Regions from separate parts of the Sus scrofa genome. Here regions 1 and 2 are each linked to region 3. A link is a contact called in public Hi-C and HiChIP or PLAC-seq data. All regions are on one chromosome and are shown on one strand. Each heading gives the region's core, a stretch centred on a gene start, on an enhancer-like site or on the middle of the called end of the contact. The rest is flanking DNA. Distances are from core to core; before and after follow the strand shown. Region 1 holds the start of SNRPC (small nuclear ribonucleoprotein polypeptide C). Region 2 overlaps C7H6orf106 (chromosome 7 open reading frame, human C6orf106). Region 3 holds the start of C7H6orf106 (chromosome 7 open reading frame, human C6orf106).

Region 1 (4,297 bases), core at 1,548-4,047, 41 kb before region 3:
CAAACACCTCGGAAACTTCCTAGTTTCACAAGATACCACACTAGAACATTATTACAAGATTTCCTGATGTTTCTCACAAAGCAGTATTTGTTTTAAAGAGATCCTTTTCCATACTCTGAATTCTAGTACTAGCAACAGTGAATGTATGATAACACAGCACTGGAAAAGGATAGAAAGGTATAGCCCCCACATTAACAATTTCAGAAAATTAGGGGCTAGAGGGGGTTAGGGACATAAAACCAAAACAAAACAAAAAGACAGGCAAGCTACTACTAATACCAACTTACTGGAGGCATCTCCTCCAGGACAATCTTTATTCTTTTTACATTTTTATTTATTTATTTATTTATATCTTTTTGTCTTTTTTGCCTTTTCTAGGGCCGCTCCCACAACACATGGAGGTTCCCAGGCTAGGCTGAATCGGAGCTGTAGCCACCGGCCTACACCAGAGCCACAGCCATGCAGGATCCGAGCCATGTCTGCAACCTACACCACAGCTCACGGCAACACCAGATTGTTAACCCACTGAGCTAGGCCAGGGACCGAACCCGCAACCTCATGGTTCCTAGTCGGATTCGTTAACCACTGTGCCATGTGGGAATTCCAATCTTTAATAATATCTAGAACCATTACTTCTTTCAGAAAAACCACCTTACTTACATGTTCCACAAATCTATTAATGCTGAACTACATCTGACCATGTGTTACAAAGAATTCCCAACGATGGGAGTTCCCTTTGTGGCGCAGCTGTGACTAGGATGCAGACAAGGCTCAGATCCTATGTTGCTGAGGCACAGACCGGCAGCTATAGCTCTGATTCATGCCCTTTCGTTTATTTTTGCTGTACCCCAAGCATGTAAAGTTCCCAGGCCAGGGATCAAACCTGCCCCACAGCAGTGACAATGTGGATCCTTAAACAGCTGTGCCACAAGGGAACTCCTTGTTACCATTACTTTTAAATGAATTAGCGTATTTTAAGTTTTAATTTCAAATACATCAAATTTTGTAGCTATAACCCACTCCTTTAAAAAATACAATCCAGTAATTTTTAATAGCATAAAAGGGCTGTGAAACAGACTTGACAGTGCTGGCATGGAAGCTCTGGAGCTAGAATGTCTAGGCAAATCCAGTCAGTTATCGATACTGCCTCATTTTCCCCCTTGGTAAAATGGAAAATACTAACATTATAGGATTATCATGAGCATTAACCAAATTGATACATGTAAAATATCTGGAACACTGTCTGACACAATAAATATTCAATTTTAGTTGCTACTATTATTTGTTAAGCAGTTTTAATCCAATGAAAGTACTCACTTTCAAATTTAGGCATTTCTTTCCAATTTAATTGATTAAACATTTGAGAACCTTGACATAATCAAGTATTTGAAATTTAGGACATTTTCCTAGAATTTTTACTTGTCATATAAATTTTTTTCACCTTTAAATTTGCTAGGAGTTCCCGTCATGGCTCAGTGGTTAACAGACCCAACTAGTAACCATGAGGATGCCGGTTCCATCCCTGGTCTCACTCAGTGGATTAAAGATCCAGTGTTGGCGTGAGCTGTGGTGTAGGTCGCTCAGATCCCGAGTTGCTATGGCTGTGGCATAGGGCAGCAGCTACAGCTCCTACTTACCCCTAGCCTGGGAACCTCCGTATGCCACGGATGTGGCCCTAGATACACAAAAGACAAAATAAATAAATAAATAAAAACTTATTAAAGCTTTATTGTTCTGGGTCTTCACTGAAAACACTGACTCCTGGAAAATTAATAACTCTGAATTATAAAAGAGTTACAGGAAGAGTGGAAAAACAAACACCCCAAAGTATTTTCTCCAATCAAAATAAAAAGCACGAATTACAAAAATTTTTTTAAATCTAATTTATCGGAATCCCCTTTGTGGTGCAGTGGAAATGAACTCGACTAGTATCCATGAGGATGCAGGTTCAATCCCTGGCTTCACTCAATGGGTCAGGGATCTGGCACTGACATGAGCTGTGGTGTAGGTCGAAGATGAGGCTCCCAGGAGGCTTGTTTATTATTTATTTATTTAAGCCAACTCGAGGTATATAAAGTGCCCCAGCCAGGGACAGATCCAAGCCGCATTTTCGACCTAAGCTGCAGCTTCGGCAACGCCAGCTCCTTAACCCACTGGGCTGGGCAGTGGATCAAACCTACATCCCAGAGCTCCCAAGACGCCCTATTATTTTTTTAATTCCACATATAAGTGCTAACACAGTGTATTTGTCTTTCTCTGATTTATTTCAATAAGCATAATACTCTCTGGGTCCATCCACGCTGTTGCTAATGGCAAACATATCTGGTTCTCTGAAAGTTAACAAAAACGCTACTTACAGAGTCATGGGTGAGGTATGTATCGCAGTAGTCACAATAAAACCTGGAAAGAGGAGAAAGGTAGGAAAAAGAAAAGACGACAACCAGTTAATAAAGGCCTGTTCACTAAGGTTCTGTTCGTGTAGGTAAAATATAAAGTAAAAGACCTATTTAAAATTCGAAGACATCAAACAAAACGTCCTGACACAAACCAAGCTTTTTGGTTGCCTTAGGCAGCGCCGACCTCCGCTCTCAAAAAGGGCTATCTAGCGCTCCCGGTCTGATGCCCTCCTCCAGACCCCCTCGTTCCCCCAGGGGCCCCAGGAGCCAGAACCCGCTCTTCGCTTCCCGGGAGGGCCACGTTTAGCGACTGTGAACGCGAACACCCCCAGATTCAGGGGCCCACTCACTTGGGCATGATGCTCTTCAGGCCGTTGGCTATTCCGTTCCGCGCCGCCCGGAAGTGACGCACACAGTAGGCGCCCGCGCGAGAGAATCGATGAGTCAAAAGCGACTGCAAAAAATCCCTCCCGTCCTCCAATCCAAACGCCCGCGTGGGCGTCACCTGCGTCAGCGTGAAGCTAGGGGCGGGGTTTGTCCTACCTATCCTTAACTTTCCGGAAGGCGGGAGGGGGGGCGGTACTAAGTAGCTCCCTGAGGCTCAAGCCACGCCCATGTCCCCTAGAGTGTTGATACTCCCGGAAACATGTTTTTCATCCTTTCGAGTCATCTAATGATTGCCTGCTATACAATAAAGTCAGTATGAGGTGGGTTAGATGTAGCCAAATGCAATGGCGGGAGGGATGAAGCATGGAAGAGGGGCATTTGGCTTTAAATAAGACAGAAAACTTGCTGAGAAAGTGACAACTGAGAAATAACAGGTTTCTTAAAGCAAGAAAGCCTGGTACAAGTCGTTTTACATACGTGTCAGTAACCCTAGAGGTGATAGAATCCCAAGTTTGAGGTCCCTTCCCTGCTTTCGAGTGCATGAATTATTTAGTCTTTCTGAACCTCAATTTCCTCTTCTGAAAAATACGAATAATTCTCACCGGTGAGGCCCTGTTGGTGACCACTGAAACTGCTGAACTTTGCAGTAAACCAATTTGGTGCACGTGCAAAAAGCACAACCACTAAGAGATAGTTTTATTATTACCTGCACCTGACTTTTGCTCATTAACCTACATCACCTTCCCTAATAAAAGTCATGAGGGTGTTCCCATAGTGGCTGAGTGGTTAACTAATCCGACTAGAAACCATGAGGTTGCGTGTTGGATCCCTGGTCTCCTTCAGTGGGTTAAGAATCCGGCGCTGCAGTGAGCTGTGGTGTAGACCGCAGACGCAGCTCGGATCCCGCGTTGCTGTGGCTCTGGCGTAGGTGGGCGGCTACAGCTCTGATTAGACCCCTAGCCTAGGAGCCTCCATATGCCGCAAGTGCTGCTCTAGAAGACAAAAAAAAAAAGAGGAAATAATGTTGGGAACTAGGGGGGAGGACTCTTGCTTCTTTTGCTCCATATTCAAATAATAATTATAAATAGTATAATGATATAATAATAATTAATAAAAATGAATAATAAATATTTGAATATTTACTATCTCTTGGGTGCTTTGTCAAATGGAAAAAAAAATGGAAAGGACATCCTAAAATTTAAGAGTTATGCTTTTCTTGGCGGACAAAACTGAGGACTTAAGCCTGGAAGACAGCCTCTCAGCTCTGAGGAACTGCTCTGAAGAGGTAAGGGAGGAGCCAGAAAATACAGATTTACAACGAAAACCAGATTGTCAGAACATCAAAAGATTATTGTTAGCTAGAGAAAGCCAGACATCTCAATGAGTTTATCACTTTTCTATTTAGGGGAAGAGGCAAGAGTCTGGGCTCAAGGAAATCATTACTACCTAAAGCCAGTATCATGCTTTTCTCCATCCTGAATCCCCTCAAGGTGCACAGTTGGAGATAGCTGTAG
Region 2 (4,457 bases), core at 1,009-3,508, 36 kb after region 3:
CTATTTGGGATGCATCTCAAAAATATTATGCTAAGTGGAAGAAGGCAGAGATAGAAGTTTGCAGATTATATGATTCCTTTTATGTAAGTTACCCAAAACAGGCAAATTCATAGAGACAGAAAGCAGATTTGTGGTTGCCAGCAGCTGTGGGGGGAGGAGGAAGAACAAGGAGTGATTCTGTTTATAGGGTGTTCTCAACGGGTATGAGATGACTTAAGAGTTTTGAAAGTAGAGGTGGTGGTTGCACGATGTTGTGAATGCAGTAAATATCACTGAATTGTATATATTAAGTATGTAGTTAATTGTTGTGTGAATTTCACCTCAATTTTTTTTAGAAAGGAAAAATAGTTTGATCATGATCATTAGCCAAAGGGACTCAGAAATTAAACTCTGCAATGCTAGTGTCGAGTTGCTGTATCCTCAGCATCTGCCCCCCTCTGCCCCCTTTTAAACAATAGGCCAGTTGTGTTTTCTCAGATGTCAAGAATGCCCAATGTAAGATGGCTTTGAGATTCCCTAATTTAGTAGTTCAACTACATCATCAAGGACACAGCAGTTATTTCCCTCTTTCTGATCTATCATCCTCAGCATATCAGTTTCATCCTCATTAGGTCGTCTGAGTGTTCCCTAGGTGGCTGTTTTTTTTTTTTTTTTTTTTTTTTTTTTAATCTTGCAGTGGTGGGAAAAAAAGATACCTTTTCTTTCTGTTTTTTTTTTTTTTTTTCCTTTACCTTTGTTTTATAAACTTTTCTTTTTTTCCATACCCATAGCATGCAGAAGTTCCTGGGCCAGGGATTGAACCCCTGCATTGTTGGTGGGAATGTAAGTTGGTGTAGCCACTATGGAAAACAGTAAAGAAATTTCTTTAAAAAACTGAAAATAGGGCGTTCCTGTTGTGGTACAGCAGAAATGAATCCAACCAGTATCCATGAAGATGTGGTTTTGACCCTAGGCCTCGCTCAGTGGGTTGGGGATCCGGCATTGCTGTGAGCTGTGTTGTAGGTCAAAGATGCAGCTCAGATCCTATGTGGCTGTGGCTGTGGCTGTGGTGTAGGCCAGCCAATTCAACCCCTAGCCTGAGAACTTCAGTATGCCACCAGTGAGGCCCTAAAAAAACCCAAAAAACAAAAAAACAAAAAAAAAAAAAACCATTCGACCCAGCACTCCCACTCTTGGGCATATATCCAAAGAAAACTTTAATTCGAAAAGATACATGCACCCCAGTGTTCATGGCAGTGCTATTTACAATAGCCAGGACATGGAAGCAACCTAAATGTCTATTGACAGAGGAATGGATAAAGAAGATGTGGTACTATACACAATGGAATATTACTCAGCCATAAAAAGAATGAAGTAATGCTATTTGCAGCAACATGGATGGACCTAGAGAGTATCATACTAAGTGAAGTAAGACAGAGAAAGACAAATATCATATGATACCACTTTTATGTGGAATCTAAAATATACAAACAAACTTATTTACAAAACAGAAATAGACTCTCAGACATAGAAGACAAACTTAGAGTTACCAAAGAGGAAAAGGGGTCGGGGAGAGAGAGATTAGGAGTTTGGGATTAGCAGATCCAAACTACTGTATGTGAAATAGCTAGCAATAAGTTCCTACTGTATAGCACAGGGAACTGTATTCAGTATAAACCCAAATCACTTTGCTGTGCACTAGAAACTAGCATGATATGTAAATCAACTGTGCTTCACTTAAAAAATAAAAAATGAATAAAGTTTTACCATTTTAACTTACTACAATTCTGTAGTATAAAGGATATTCACAGTGTTATGTAACCATCACCATCATCCATCTTTGCTTGTGCCCTTTTTTCCCCTGTTACACTACCTCCCTTTGTTCTTCAGGACACTTAACCATTTGAAATCAGAGAAAAACTTTTCTTGAGCAAAAACACTGAAGGAACTGAGACGTTTAACCTTTCAGGCTGGGCCTCATGCTGAGTTAGTGCCTTCCCTTTCCCATCTCCTCAGCCAGCTCTGTTTCATGCAGTTTCTTATTGGCTAGTAATAATAGTTGCATATGTTGTTTTGAACAGAATACAGTGCTATCATGTCTGCTTGTTCTTACATTGAATTGGAGCTGTTTAGTCTATTCTTGCTGTTCCTTGGCCCAGTGAGTTAGTGATCTAGATGGTCCAGGTGCCAAGGAACTTATACCCACATTTTAAGTTGTGTACCTTCCTGATAGATTAGAGCACCACTGGGCTAATGTCCACTCTCCACCTTTTACTTGTAAAATGAATATGCTTTGTCATCCTTCACTCCTGCTTCCTGCCAGGAATCCAGTTCACTACTTTCAGTTTCACTTCGTGCTTTAACAAATATTTCCTAATCTGTGGCTAAATTTCCTATATAATAGAGGTACAAGTAAGCAGGTTTTTTGGCTTGACTGTGGGATGAAGGCTGATTTGAGGAGGGAGATGAATCTGCCTAAGTAGGGTAGCTGGACTTTTCCACTTGTTAGTATTTCTACTGCGCTCGTCTCTGAGTCCTGTCTGATATGAGGTGGAGCCAAGTGGCGAAATATGACACAGGCTGAGGATAAGAATTGGCAGTTGTCCTGAGCGCACAAATAGTTTCTTCCCTCTCAAGCATATTTTACAGCCAAGTGAACAGAAAACAATTCAGGCTGTTTGCCTGGGACCTTCGGCAGAAAAATTATCTTTATAAAATGTGGACACTTAGTTTTTATGAAAAGCTTTCAGAAGAACAAAGTGCAAACTAGGCTTATTTTTCTCTCCCTCATTTTATCTTTGATCTCTAAGTATAAGGCTGATTCCAGATGTACTCCTAAGCCTATTTGTGGGTGGTAGGGTCTGGGCCTCCCCAAGTTTGACCAGTCACATATTCTTCACTTTGGATCACAGTCAGCTAGATAAGGAAATTTCTAGAAGAGTCTAAAGTCCAAGTGTTCCTATTGAATGGTCAAGTAAACAGGCACAGTTTGGACCCTGGCCCAGCTCTGCGCTGTGTAAATTTTATCTAGCACACACGGGCCGGCAGCTGGTAGTGGTATAATTCCAGGCAGTACTGATTAATACTACAGGCCACCCTTGCATGAGCCTTGACCTGAGGTAGCTGCTCTAAATATAGCCTTCCTTTCTGGCAGCTGCAAACACCTGGAGGAGCAGACAGGCCCCCAGCAGAAAAGTATTTGCTGTTAATAGCATGTCTCTTCAACAGTTGTGTACTGTCAGAACTTATTTCATGCTATGTTTGTGCATAATTAAAAGCAACCCGCTGAATCCATTGGCTTATGGTTGGGTTATGTTTGGAAAAGGCTATTTTTGCGTGGTTAAACTGTGGGGTCTGGGAATGATGTCACTGGTTTGAGGAAGACCATAATAAGAGAAGCAGTTACCGTAATTTCTTTGATCTCTAATGAACATAGCTTACTTAAACCCTTTAGTGGCCTTTGGTTTCTGGCACTGATGAACCATGCTGTCAGTCATGTGATTCTGTTCAATTAGAAACTCTGATTTGTGTGCTTGGAGTTCCTTCGTAAGGGGGCTTATAAGCATGTAAGTAATTAAAAAGAAAATTTACAAAATGGTACTTCCGAAAAGAAACTACAAATGACTTGTAAACATATAAAATACATTTAACTTCTCATAAAAAGAGAAAACTTTCTCTCGAGAAAACCATTTTAAGACCTCACTGAGATCTTATTTTTTACCTATCAGATTGACAAAAATCCAAAACGTTGGAGAAAAACTGTTGATGAGCCAGTGGGGAAATAGAAACTGTAGTACATTCTTTTTTTTTTTTTGTCTTTTTGTCTTTTTGTCTTTTTGCCTTTTCTAGGGCCGCTCCTGAGGCATATGGAGGGTCCCAGGCTAGGGGTCAAATCGGAGCTGTAGCTCCAAGCCTTCACCACAGCCACAGAAACACGGGATCTGAGCCAAGCCTGCGACCTACACCACAGCTCACGGCAACGCCAGATCCTTAACCCACTGAGCAAGGGCAGGGATCGAACCCGCAACCTCATGGTTCCTAGTCGGATTTGTTAACCACTGCGCCAGGACAGGAACTCCTGTAATACATTCTTGATGGGAGCATTCCTTAAGTATATAACTCTTTTATTTGAGGGAAGTTTAGATAAAGCCACAAATATATGCCTTTTGACTCAGCAGTACCACTTTTAGGAATTTATCCTATAGGGATGCACTTATATATAAAACTATGTGGCTTAAGCTTATGCTTGGAAGAATTAAAGATTAGAAACAAACTCAAAGTGGACTGGTTACATAAATAATGGTGTGTTTATAGTGGATACGGCTATAAAAAAGCAGTTAGGATACTCCTTTTGTACTGACTTAGAAATGTCCTCATGATACAGTATTAAAAGAATAAAGAAAAGGGTAGTGTATAATATGCTACCAATTGTGTAAGAATGGTGAAAATAAGAATGTAATTTGCTTGTATGTGCATAA
Region 3 (4,677 bases), core at 1,382-3,881:
TAAAACACTTCCTAGAAAGTGTATAGTCTAACATCAAATCAGCTCTTGGGTCTATATTTTGATTTACTTTGTATACAAGGCCAAATTGAACTCAAAGTATAAAAAGAATTGTAGCAGGATATAGCAGGTGGAGTCCTAGACTGGGAGTTTGGAGACCCCTTACTAGCTGTGTGATTTGGGGTTAATCAAGTCTGTCTCTTGGTTCCTTTATCTGTAAAATGGGGGTGGGATTAGATTAGACAGTCTCATGTCCTTTCAGCTCTAATACAGGGATTTTTATAATCTTTCTGTATTCTCATTACATCATCCATAAGATTGGGACCATATGTGCTCACCTCTGAGGGAGACTAAATTTTCTGTAGTATTAGTGAAATAGGCCAACATTATGGCCAACCAAAAATTAGGCTCTGGCAATGATATAGATATTAGAGGCCCAAGAACAGTTTCTTATAAAATGTTTATAACTACTGTTGAGTATGAGTTTTTAAGTATTATTACTGTACGCTGTTAAAGGTGTCTCCCATAAAATATTCCATTGGAGGAAAAAATAAATAGAGAAGGGGTAGTTCCTTATTAAGAAAGAAGGCAGATATTTCTTTTCTTTTTCTTTTTTGCTTTTTAGGGCTACACCTGTGTCATACAGAGGTTCCCAGGCTAGGGGTCTAATTGGAGCTACAGCTGCTGGCCTACGCCACAGCAACGTGGGATCTGAGCCACATCCTCGACCTATACCATAGCTCACGGCAACACTGGATCCTTAACCCACTGAGTAGGGCCAGGGAACGAACCCACAACCTCATGGTTCCTACTTGGATTCATTTCCGCTGTGCCACAATGGGAACTCCCTATTTCATATTTTAATAAAGGCCCAGTAAGGGAAGTAAGGTAGAAGAGGGACCAGGAGATGTAATCCCTGCCTGCTTGTATCAGTAACCCCACAGTCATCTCGTCAGGCTTATGGCCACAACACTAGTTACCATTTCTTGAATGGCTCTTACGGAGCAGGCAGAGTACTGAGCTTATATACTGTTACCTCATTTAATCCTCACAACAATCCTATCTGGGCAAGCACTGTGATTACCAATAACTAGCAGAAGGAGAATTTGATTCACAAATGGGTGTGACCCCAGAACCTAGGCTTTTAAAGCCATAGTTTTAGTTTCATCTGGTAGTGGGAAAGAAGGAGGTAGAATGTTTTCCTTTTCCCAAATCTCAAAGCACCCAGGATACTACTGGTCACTTATTCTAGTTGTCTGCTTGTTGAAATTATGTTAAACACATTATATTAGGACTGAGAAATGGGTTCTAGTTTTGCTGCTCTGCATTTTTGAACAAGATATAGAAACCTTCTGGATGTTCTTTTCCATATCTGTAAGACAGAACTACTTGAAGGCAGGCGACCTTTTTCTTTAAAATTTATTTTATTATTTTCATTTTTTCGTTATAGTTGGTTTACAGTGTTTTGTCCATTTTCTACTGTACAGCAAAGAGACCATTTTAAAATTATCTCTTCCCTCTTTGGATGTAGCAGACTGCTGGTCAAATCAGGTGTTTAAAAGCTCATGCTGAAAGAGGAATGAAAGGGGGTAGACAAGATAGTCTGTGTTTCCTTTCTCATTTTTTGAGCTTAACAAGGGGCCCTGACCAGGCAGGTGTACTATATGTTCACTGACACTTTGCTCTCTACAACTGAACAAGGCATGTCAAATTCTTGTGACTTAATTTTTTTTTGCTTTTCAGGATCACACATGCAGCATAGGAAGTTCCCAGGCTAGGGGTGGAATTAGAGATGCAGCTGCTGGCCTGCACCACAGCTCATGCAACGCTAGATCCTTAATCCACTGAGCAGGGCCAGGGACGGACCGCTCATCCTCATGGGATACTAGTTGGATTCCTTACCGCTGGAACTCCTTGTGACTTAACTTTTAAGAGAGAGTTGGCCCTGATGGAGCCGGTAGAAGATTATGCACAATGTTCACCTGGACCTGTGATTGACGTTTGTATCCAGGCCTCCTTTTCTTTCTGGAGACTACCGTTGCATACATAACAGAAACAGCATGGGTAAACTAGCAATCATCCCCGGGGGTGGCCAGGAACCAAGGACTTATGGCATCTTCCTTCTGGGAAAGCCGCTCTAGAAACTTAGGCAAACAAGTCTTTCGGCTGGGAGGGATGGGTTCTCTGTGCACTTCAGTACTTGACCTTGCCCTGGTCTCCGTTTCTCATTTCCTCACGCGCAAAATGCTGGAGTTGTAGACGAAGATGCCTGAGCTTTTCCCCCAACCGCTGGGTTTAACTCCTCCCCTTGAGGGTTGAGGCGGGGCGAGAAAAATGTCAGGTCCTCAGTCACCTCCCCGCGTCGCCTGGCCAACCCTTTCCTCCTTCCCACCGCCCGCCCCCTCGCTCCACCGCGGTGAGGTCACGCGGGGGACGTCACGGGGTTGTGACGCCACTGAGGGGCAGGCCTTCTGGAAAGGAAGGGGCGGGGCCTAAGCCGGCGACGCTTGCGCAGTGGGCGCGACGCGGGAGGAGGCGGAGGTGGTGGAGAAGCGAGAGGCGGCGGCGGCGGAGGCGGCGGCGCTGGGGGGGGTGGGAGGGGGGGGAGCGCGCGAGCGAGTGAGTGGCTGAGTGAGTTTACCCCTATGAGGCGGTGAGAGGCCCGGGGCCTACCTCAGAGGAGCGGGGTCGCGGCGCCAGCTAGCAGCGGGCCCCCTCCTGGTCCCCGGGCCCGGCGGCGCGGCGGCGGTTCGCTTGTGAGGAGGCGGGGAAGTGAGTGTCCGGCCCCAGCCATGGAGGGCATGGACGTGGACCTGGACCCCGAGCTGATGCAGAAGTTCAGCTGCTGGGCACCACCGACAAGGACGTGCTCATCTCCGAGTTCCAGCGGTTGCTCGGTTTCCAGCTCAACCCGGCCGGCTGCGCCTTCTTCCTGGACATGACCAACTGGTGAGCCGGCCCCGCCGCGCGAGTCCTAGCAGCGGCCTCGGGGCCCCGAGGGGAAGGGAAGGGACACCCGAGCTCGGCAGCAGGGCGGGCCGGGCGGGCACTGAGGGGCACCCTCTTCCGGGGGCGGGGAGGGCGTGTGGGGAGTCCTATGGGCCTGCGAGAATTCGGGGACTGAGCAGGGCTAGAGGGGGACATACGAGGAGAGTTGGGGGCTATGGAGGGCAGGAGAGGCGGAAGGGAGACGGGAGAGTGTGTGTGTGGGGAGGGGTTTCCTGAGGTTCTTCGGAGCATTAGCAGCCGATGAACGTTGGAAGAGGGGCAGAGACTTGAGTATCGAGGCGTGGGGTAAATCTGGGAGGAAGAGGGCTGTGCTGTTGGCTAAGAGTAAAAAGCACACAAAACCTAAAGATAGGGAGTGGAAAAAAGCTTGGGGTGTGGACTTAGGGGCTGAGGAGGACAGGGATGAGGGGAAACTCCGGGAGAGAATTAGGTGCTGTGGAAGAACCTGGGCACGGGTGAGACTTGGAGTTAGGATTTGATAAGAATAGATCGTGTGTGTGTGTCCACTGGAGGACAGATAGGGAAAAGGGAAGAACTTCATGGGGCAGGACAGGTGAATACGGCTTAAAAAAAAAAAAAAAAAAGACTTTCCAAAGAGTTGTGCCAGGATAGAGTGGGATCTACTAGTGGAGAAATGGAGCGCTAGACCCGGAGCAGGGTCTGGGAAAAAACTTAGGAAAGTGAAGGAGAGTTTATCTTGGGGGAGGGAACTTTCTGAGGGGATTGGAGCCCTGGGCTCCAGAATGCGGGGAAAGGAGAGGGGCTTGTCCAGAGGGTCTTAAGGGGAAGACAGCTGGGTTTTTAAATGTTTGGGAAGATGGAGAACTTAGGCTGGAAACCAAGTATTTTTGGCTTGGAGACTTCTTGTAGAAGACTGAATTGGGACAGAAGACCATGATAACTTAGACTAAAGAAGTGTTTACTGGCTTTGGATGGTAGCACTTGCTATTTTTCAAGTAAGGCTTCCCTTTGTGTACCGAGGAGGAGTTGTTGAATTCATTCAGAGTGCGTGATAAAGTGGAGAATATTAACTTCCTTTGAAAGTATTTCAGGTGAAACAACTCATCTTTCTTTGGTCAGAAAGCCATGAGATAAGTGCCCTTTGCTCTCTGTGTTGGGCATTCTGTCCCTGGCATGTGGAATCTTGTTTCTCTTGGCATCACTTATATAGCCAGTTTCACCTTTATTCCCTGTCCACTGCTTCAGGCAGTGTCAGAAAAGGAGGTCCCGTGAGCCTGGTCTTTATCCCATTCCTGGTCGAGCCCTGTCCTAAATGATGCGCATCTTACTAATGGGAGCCTTGTGGCTGTGATGGCTCCAAAGGTGATGTGTGAATTTTTTTCTGTGCAGCATCATTGATAGGTCCTGTTCTGTCTTTAAAGTTGATTGTTATAGTAAGAGTAGGATTGAGTTTCTAGATGTTTAGAAAACTCTTTGAATGTAGGAGGTAGTCTTTATAATTAAAGAAGCATTTGTGATCCCCTCTTTTATCTTTTATGTCTGGAATGATCTCAGATAGGTACTACAGCCTACAGTAGTTTTCTGAACACGAGCCTGTGTTTAATAAAGAGTGACAGAGGTTATTGAAAACACTGGAAAGAGACATTACGCTGGTGAAATTTAGAAGTAAAGCAATGTGTTGAGGAGGCATGTACCCGTGCCTGCCTGTTT

What was found. Hi-C and Micro-C count contacts between places; a contact is called where the count stands out from the background. HiChIP or PLAC-seq counts read pairs in DNA pulled down with a chosen protein or histone mark.
Region 1: an H3K27ac HiChIP or PLAC-seq map of alveolar macrophages shows a contact between it and region 3. The contact joins the promoter of SNRPC here to the promoter of C7H6orf106 in region 3. A contact is called at or near these places in 1 of 5 promoter capture datasets (liver), 4 of 47 Hi-C or Micro-C datasets (embryonic fibroblasts, epiblast stem cells, heart right ventricle and 1 more) and 1 of 2 datasets of contacts at active chromatin or transcription factors (alveolar macrophages).
Region 2: a Hi-C map of liver shows a contact between it and region 3, with 4 times the contacts expected there. The contact joins the enhancer-like site here to the promoter of C7H6orf106 in region 3. A contact is called at or near these places in 10 of 47 Hi-C or Micro-C datasets (alveolar macrophages, embryonic fibroblasts, fetal liver and 4 more) and 2 of 2 datasets of contacts at active chromatin or transcription factors (alveolar macrophages and skeletal muscle).

The regions. Positions count from the first base shown.
Region 1 is chr7:30,706,836-30,711,132 of Sscrofa11.1, reverse strand. It overlaps SNRPC (small nuclear ribonucleoprotein polypeptide C), which reads right to left and starts at 2,797. Exons shown (of 6, transcript NM_001190203.1): 1 at 2,747-2,797; 2 at 2,358-2,400. The coding sequence starts at 2,754. It overlaps LOC106507687 (a long non-coding RNA gene), which reads left to right and starts at 3,023. Exons shown (of 3, transcript XR_002345651.1): 1 at 3,023-3,092; 2 at 3,969-4,068.
Region 2 is chr7:30,628,607-30,633,063 of Sscrofa11.1, reverse strand. The region is part of intron 2 of C7H6orf106 (chromosome 7 open reading frame, human C6orf106); the gene reads left to right. Among named protein-coding and RNA genes, the nearest start is that of C7H6orf106, 36 kb to the left of the region's middle. Within about 2 kb of position 2,258, at least 58 of the 83 cell types and tissues checked have an H3K27ac peak or open chromatin away from gene starts, as enhancers often do. A contact at or near this core is called in alveolar macrophages, fetal liver, liver and 2 more, where this site is marked.
Region 3 is chr7:30,665,069-30,669,745 of Sscrofa11.1, reverse strand. It overlaps C7H6orf106 (chromosome 7 open reading frame, human C6orf106), which reads left to right and starts at 2,631. Exons shown (of 6, transcript NM_001243026.1): 1 at 2,631-2,841; 2 at 2,844-2,946. The coding sequence starts at 2,790.